Regions from separate parts of the Sus scrofa genome. Here region 1 is linked to region 2. The links are chromatin contacts, called in public HiChIP or PLAC-seq maps. All regions are on one chromosome and are shown on one strand. The core of a region is the stretch at or near the end of the contact, and the rest is flanking DNA. Distances in the headings are between cores, read along the strand shown. Region 1 overlaps FNDC3B (fibronectin type III domain-containing protein 3B). Region 2 has its middle 23 kb from the start of TMEM212.

Region 1 (3,898 bases), core at 915-3,414, 290 kb before region 2:
TGAATACAAGAACAGTGTGAGAGGCAGAAGAGCAGAGATTAAAAGTCAGGGCTTTGAGGTCAGTAAAGAGCTGAGGTCAGATCTCCACTCCACTCCTCTACTTGACTTTGGAAAAAGTACTTAAATTTTCTGTCCTTCTATTTCTTCATTTCTATTTTAAATAATAGCACCTATCTCTTAAAGTAATTACAATGATCAGAAGAAGGTTATACATCTAGCCATGTGTCTAGCATACAGTAAGGTAAATAAAAGTGTAATAATTTTATAATGTACTTGAATTCAGTAATTCTTTTTTTTTTTTCCCTTGCTTTTTAGGGCTGCACCTGCGGCATGTGGAGGTTCCCAGTCTAGGGGTCTAATCGGAGCTGTTGCTGCTGGCCACAGCCACAGCCACAGCCACAGCCACACAGGATCCGAGCCACGTCTGTGACCCACACCACAGCTCAGAGCAATACCAGATCTTTAACCCACTGAGCAAGGGATCGAACCTGAAACCTCATGGTTCCTAGTCAGATTCGTTTCTGTTGCGCCACAATGGGAACTCCAAATTCAGTAATTCTTAAAAGGGTTAATAGACCAGGCACATAAACTGCTACCTAAGACTAGCAAAACCTGGATAAGTAGAAGCATAATATGCCACTAAAGACTGGAAGAAATGTTTTTTTGGTGTTTTTGTCTTTTTAGGGCCACACCTGTGGCATATGGAGGTTCCCAGTCTAGGGGTCCAATCAGAGCTACAGCTGCCGGACTAAACCACAGCCACAACAACTCGGGATCCGAGCCACGTCTGTGACCTACACCACAGCTCATAGCAATGCCGGATCTTTCACTAAGCGAGGCCAGGGATCAAACCCGCAACCTCATGGTTCCTAGTCAGATTCGTTTCCGCTGAGCCACAATGGGAACTCCTAGATTGCATTTTCTTATAAAGCAAACATTAAGACCAATTAATAACTTTACTATATTTGAACAACAGCCAAAAGTCAGTAAAAATGACACATTCTGACAAAGTTCTTTAAGAACCATACTGGACATATAATTAATTAAAGCAAATGCATTAATAACAGAGCAAAAATGAAATAAAAATCAGAGTTGTTTAATGTATTTGTAAAGTAGAGGAGAAATTCAAGGTTTTAATACGTGACTAATGTAAACCTCTGATAATGAAATCGAGAGCAAGAAAGCAATTTTTGTTTCCTATTTTATCAGAAATTATAAATTTAAAGTTTGTAACAAATCAAACTTAAGAGCTATCAGACAGAAATTCTGACCCCCTAATCAGAAAGTCTCACTTCTTAAAAAGCACAAAGAAGTACAAGGATGACCTGGATCTGTCCACACAAATTCCAAAGAGCAACTGCCCAGGGGCTTCTTATTTCTTATATTTAGAACCTTTATGTCACAGAAAGTGAAAGCAATCTGGGATAGTCATCTTTTTAGCTTGCTGTATCTTGCTTTGACTTGCCAAATAGACAACACAATCAGCTTTCTGTAATTTCTCTGCCGCTAGTGTGGCAAAAGGGGTGGGGCTTTGGAGCAGAAAGCTTTGTGTAAGACTCAGTTCTTTTTTAACCCTTTTTTAAACAAGTAAAATTCTTCATCTCTATGTCTCATTCATGTACTCAAAGTTCATTACATCCTGTCACTAAATTAAACAGATTCTACTATAAGAACCCTTAAAATTCACTCCAAATTACCAATGCGTTTTTACTTCCACTGGCATTAAAAACATGCATACTATGCTCAAAGTAGAGAAATTTCTTCAAGATTCCATATTAGAGTCCTCTGTCCTTAACAGGTTCTTAGCATTTGCATTTGGGTGTAGCACTGCTGATAATGCCAAATGCAAATCACACCCTGACCACTTATTCTGAAAGCACCACTGGCAAAAATGTACCCAGTACTGCCTCCAGGGCTCTGCCAGGGCTGAGGCTCAGGATAGGGGATGAGGCAAAAAGCATGGTGCTCATCATAGGTTCCCACACAACAAGAAGAGCCCAGAAAGCTCTAAGCCTCAGGAAGTTCTCTTGGTGTCTGGCATATCACATCCACTGCGCTGCCCAGACCTCCGGCCAGGCAGCTCTGACTCAATCTTTGTCCCCAGATCTGCTGCGGCTGGTGTGAGAAGACCACGGACAACCACCAGGCTGACTCATGCTTCTTCCTGACTCTGTCCTTCCTGTGACTACACCAGCTCCTTGAATTGTTCTCCTCCACTGAGCCCAACCTTCACTTGTCACTTCCGGTCCTGTTGGCAAAGGATTTCTCCCAGTGTACCATACCGATTCTGGGGGAACGAAGGGAAGTCACAGCCACAACTGCAAAAACAACTCAGTGCTGAGGCCACTGCTGTTGAGAAGGGCACACACACTTAATACTACTTCTGGTTAGAATTCTAAGACCCTCTGAAACTCAACAGGCCACCCTGCATCATCTTCAGGCCAAAGTAAGGAAAAAGCAGTAACAGTTGACTTTCATTTATTAAGCAGTCTGGGGAAACACCATGAGGCTACCTGTGGAAATGCACTCAGTGGGTGAGAACAGCAGTCTGTGCCCCCCTCCCTTAGCCAAGGAGGAAGAGGGGAGCCTGGTGGCGCACTTTAAAGATGACATGCCAACACTTTCCTTGACCATGGAGAGCAAGCTCTAAAGGCATGTTTTAAAAATACTAAATGAACATATCTACTTAGCATGCCTACATCACTTCAAATTTTATTTCTAGGGGTCATTCTGTTAGAGATTCAAAATCAATTAGAGGTTATTAAGAACACCAGCCTCTCTCAAGTCTGAGAGGAAAGGTCATCTTTAAACATAATGGCTTCCCTCATTATATTTTTCCTCTGACCTAAACCAGATAGCCTCCAAATGATACCAGTTTTTCCTGCTTCTGAAGAGACTGAAACAGCATCTAAAAGACTCCCCTTCCCCCATAGTCTACAATACTATGAATCTTTAAGGGGTACCAGTTTCATAACTAGTTGTGGAAATTCAGGCTTATTTCATCATCACTCTAAAGACTCCCATTTACACAGGCATCTCCTCTCCCAAAGCTGCTGCCCACTCTGCCTGTGTTCCCTTTTCTCTTAATGGCACATCGAGATTCCCACACCCCGCTATAAACCCAGCCATAAACCATGTCCCTCGTAACTCATCAGTCACTGAGATCTGTTCTGCCTCTATTCCCACAGCAACTAACACAAGGTTTTGTATACAATAAGCATGCAAATATTTGTTACATGAAGAGACAAACCAGATGACCACAACTTATTCTGAGAAGTTTTATTCATACACACACGTACACGTACAGCACGGACCCTGTCTTCAGAGAACCATGGGATATATCGAAAGACTGTAATACCTACTTAGAACTAAATCACTCAGGCTACCAATTTGTAGTGAGCCCAAAGATCACTTTGGAGGCTTCTTAAAATACAGAGTCTAGAGCCTTACTTCCAGAGATTCCTCCTCAATAGATCTGCAAGAGGGCCAGGAGTCTGCTCTACCAAACCCCCAGGAGAGTCATGGTCCACTTTGCAGAAACACCATCCAGCTGAATGGATGGCAGAGGCATGGCCAGAACCAGGGGCAACATGCCTGTCCACACGCACTTCTATGTGCTTCAGAGGATGACATGCTTTGCCTACGGCCCCACTAAGTACAAGCAATAATGCAATCAAAACGTGTAAATGTGAAGAGAGGAGGAAGAAGAAAAATGTCTCCGTGAGTCACTAGGTCAGAATGGGGGTTAGCTGGGGCCACCACAAACTTCAGTTGATGACTGTGGAACGTAAAAGCATCCACTAACTCTTCTCATCAGACTGGTGAGGAAAGTTAGGCCAAGGAGATGAAATCACCTGGGTAAACCTTTACAGCTGAGGAATGTGTGTATGTATGTGGT
Region 2 (4,056 bases), core at 846-3,345:
CTACCCAGTTACCATGTGATGATTTATAGATATGATGCTGTATAAACCGTGTCTCTGAGCATCCCCGACATCTATCCACTCAACAGCCATCGAGAGCTTAAATCTATTGACAAGCCTAGCATAATATCTACAAATCTTGCTTCTCCTATAGAACTCCATCCCAGTTCTAGGACTTTTCATTTCTGAAATCCCAAGTGTTTGTTTTTTTTTTTTTTTTTTTTTTGGTAGTAGAAACTTGTCACTATTGCTCACTCTCCTTCATGGACATAAAAGTGACTTAGTATTAATTTTGTTTCAAAATGGACAAAAGAAGCATCAGGAAGCTGTTTTCCTCTGTCCTATCTGCAGTCTTTGTTTGGCAGATTCCACTAACTCCCCCAGGAGGATTCAAGTAGGGATACAAGTGGAAGAAAAATGACAGACGATAATAACACTAGCCCCCCTTGCTTCACTGTTTCTAGAAGGGGCCTGGGAGTGGTAAATTGAGGGAACAGAGACTTGTTCCCAGGCAGTACTCATCAGGCAATCAGCCCTCAGAACCAACGTACGAGGTGGGAACCCAGTTATTGAAACTGAGTCACAGGCCGCAAGTGGAGAAGCAAATGTGATTTAATGTGGAGTCCCTGAGAGTAGGCCTGCACTCTTAAATAATTCTTGCCTTGGAGTTCCCATTGTGGTGCAGTGGAAATGAATCTGACTAGGAACCATGGATTGTGTGTTCCATCCCTAGTCTCACTCAGTGGGTTAAAGATCTGGCATTGCTGTGAGCTGTGGTGTAGACCACAGATGCAGTTTGGATCCTGAGTTGCTGTGGCTGTGGTGTAGGCTGGCAGCTACAACTCGCATTAGATCCCTAGCCTGGGAACCTCCATATACCTCATCCATGGCTCTAAAAAGACAAAAAGAAAAAAAAAAAGACAAAAAAGTAATAATAATTCTTGCCTTGATTCAGGTCTCAAAATTGGTCTTAAGGGGAGTTCTCGTTGTGACTCAGTGGTTAACAAACATGTCTAGCATCCATGAGGATGCAGGTTTGATTCCTGGCCTCACTCAGTGGGTTAAGGATCCAGAGCTGCCGTGAGCCGTGGTGTAGGTCACAGACACGGCTCAGATCTTGCATTGCTATGGCTGTGGCATAGGCCAGCAGCTACAGCTCTGCATGGACCTCTAGCCTGGGAACCTTCACATGCTGTGGGTTCAGCCCTAAAAAGCCCCCCCCCGCCAAAAAAAATGGTCTTAAGGACTGGAGCAGTTCTTTCTATATGTTGAGTCCAGGACGAGGTCTACCACATAGGGAGCAATAGGCCCACTATAGTTACGTAGATTGCATACAGAGCACCTGGCCAGGCTGAAACGTTTCCCCAGACACTTACTAGCCAAGCCAGGTGCCTCTTACCATCTGTGTTGGCTCACTGAAAGCACCTGTCCCTAAATTCCAAAAGGGCCCCTTATGAGCTGGGGTGACCCTGCCAGGAGGCAGATTTGGCCCAGAACTTTACATGTAGGTATATCCTCAAATTCACACTTCTAGAGACGCCCTGAAGACATTATGCCTACAGTTACAGAGACACCCAGGATTTAAAGCAGAAGACTGGTTCATCATTCAGCTTCCAACTGTGTTCCATTCCAAGACCATCTATCACAGGTTGTGAGGCTTTTGTGTGAATCCAGAAAAGACAGATCTAACCCTGCAACAGTAAGCAAGGTTTGGCCATCAGAGAGTGAGCCAGTTTTGAATCCACTCTCTGCCTTTGGCCAATCTGCACAATCACCCCTGGAGGCTCTGCCTATATGTCAGCTTGAAAAATAAATCTGGAAATCCTTTTGTAAGTGGAAACATTATATCTTTGGGTCTAAATTAGTTAATGCTCTACCAACTAAAAAATTCCACAATTTTCGTAATGACATTTCAGCAAATTTTTATTTTAAATACATAAGGATCACTAAATGGAAGTAGCCTGGGTCTCTCTGTCCCTGAACTCTGGGAAGCCCCAGCCAAGGAAGAGGAGGGAGGGTGGCAGGAATTGGAGCAAGGCAGGCCTGACACCTTCCACTGCAAACACTGCAGCTAACTAAGGCTGCTTGTCAGCTCTAATCATTTTTCCTGCAGGAAATGTCATTGCTTCATTGCATTGCAAGAAAATGATGTCATAGCGTGGGGCCCTGATCCATTTCCTGACTTTTAACCTGAATCTTGTACCCTTTTTTGGTACTGCACCCAGAAAAAATGAAACACATTGACTGTAAAGGCCAATGTGTCTCATTTAGGCTTCTAAGACTCCAGGGTGGGGGTAGCTTCTTCATATATATTAATGATTAACATAGAGTTTTGTTTGGGTGTCATATTCTGAATATGGCATGGGCACAGTATTTAGGAAAGTAAATGGAAAGGAAATAGTCTTCAGGATATGTCTGTATTATTTCTTGGCAGAAAACTTTCCTTTTCCTATATGGGATTTAATTAGTGGTGACAATGTTAAAATTTAATTAGGAAACCTTGCTCAGTTTTTGTTTTGTGGTGGTGGTCTTCACTGTTAAACTCTGTGTGAAAATGCGCAATGGTCCTTGATATTTAAGATTTTACATACAGCATTTGTGTCCCTATATCTTAGGACTGGTTACAACCCCAGCCTAAATGACATTATTAAGCTATTTCCTGGAATGTCAAGGGCTGAAATTGCGCTGTCAAGAACGACTCTGTTCTTTCAGGGGTTTCAGAGAACAAGGGCTCAGATTGCATTCTTGCTCTGTTATTATAAGTTTTTCCCTGGCAGGAAACCACTGGGTCCCAGAAAATTTGCATATATCCAATGAGAGTGATCTGCTGTATGGAGGTTTTCAAGATTGCATGACAACACTGTGGAAGAATCTCATATGGGGAAAGGGGATTTTTTTTTTCTTTCCCTAAGCCCCATTTTAAATAGTTTCCTTCCCACAAGCTGATGTGTCCACATTCAAAGAGTCAGAAGTAACTGAGCCTATTTTCCCGCCTTGGCATCTGTCACTAGGCCAGTAATATCAACAGCCCTACAAAACTGGAAACAGGCTGTTTAAAGTAAAGGTGCCTCATTATTTCCAATCTGTAAAGCAGACTTTTGGGGGTTATGTGACAGTGAGTATTTAGTTTTCCCAGGCAAGGGCATAACATCATGTCTACCCATCTCTTTGTCAATGCGAGAGCAAGAAATAACCCACATGTGTCTTGATATCAGATTAACAGGTTATACCTCGGATTCCAGTTAACCCAAAGCACTTAGTATTGATCTATTTCTCTTATACATCTGTTTTGGATCCTCAGAATTGTGTACCGTTTGCTGAGAACCTCTTGCAAAAGTTCAAGCAACTATTGGAGGTTTACTGGTCTAACATTTAGAGTTACAGGGGCTGGAACTCCAACTGTTGATAAAATGCTCTGGAGTGATCTTAAATCCTTTCAGAACAGAATAGGATATAAATAAGAAAGCAAAATATAAGTAAATAAATAGCTACAGTGCCTAGATCTGGCTGGGAATATTCAATTAGTACTAAATTAATTCAGACAGTTCGTTGATAAATTTGAAGTCCCTCCTTGTATAATCATCAGGCCCAGGAATAGATATTTTATTGTTGCATTAAGTGACAGATAAATGTGTGCCGATTGAAGAGCTGAACACTGGGAGGCACCTAAAGGGCTTCCAGACACCAGCAATTGCTGAAGGAGCCATGTGTCCTTCAACATGTCGCTTAGCCTCTCTGAATGTTATGCTTTTCATTTGTAAAATGAAGTTATTTAACACTGTTATGTCTAAGATGTTATGTCTAAAATTTTCTGTACTTTCAAAATAATGGACTTTATGTAGACTCATATTCAAAGGTATCTAATAAATGTGTAGAATGAATCAATATCACTAGACACTAATTTTGAGTGCTTAGGGTGCCTTAGATTTCCCTCTGTGTGCTTACCCATATGTATCATTGAATTCTCTCAGTGAGTCCAAGCATTAGCTGCACCTATCACCTCCATTTGAAATGGAGGCTATTGCCTAAAATGACAGAGGGCCAGGATCTGAATCCAGG

What was found. HiChIP or PLAC-seq counts read pairs in DNA pulled down with a chosen protein or histone mark.
Region 1: an H3K27ac HiChIP or PLAC-seq map of alveolar macrophages shows a contact between it and region 2. The contact joins two enhancer-like sites. A contact is called at or near these places in 1 of 47 Hi-C or Micro-C datasets (embryonic fibroblasts) and 1 of 2 datasets of contacts at active chromatin or transcription factors (alveolar macrophages).

The regions. Positions count from the first base shown.
Region 1 is chr13:110,727,582-110,731,479 of Sscrofa11.1, reverse strand. The region is part of intron 3 of FNDC3B (fibronectin type III domain-containing protein 3B); the gene reads right to left. Among named protein-coding and RNA genes, the nearest start is that of FNDC3B, 140 kb to the right of the region's middle. Within about 2 kb of position 2,164, at least 38 of the 83 cell types and tissues checked have an H3K27ac peak or open chromatin away from gene starts, as enhancers often do. A contact at or near this core is called in alveolar macrophages and embryonic fibroblasts, where this site is marked.
Region 2 is chr13:110,434,945-110,439,000 of Sscrofa11.1, reverse strand. No RefSeq gene overlaps it. Among named protein-coding and RNA genes, the nearest start is that of TMEM212, 23 kb to the right of the region's middle. Within about 2 kb of position 2,095, at least 10 of the 83 cell types and tissues checked have an H3K27ac peak or open chromatin away from gene starts, as enhancers often do. A contact at or near this core is called in alveolar macrophages and embryonic fibroblasts, where this site is marked.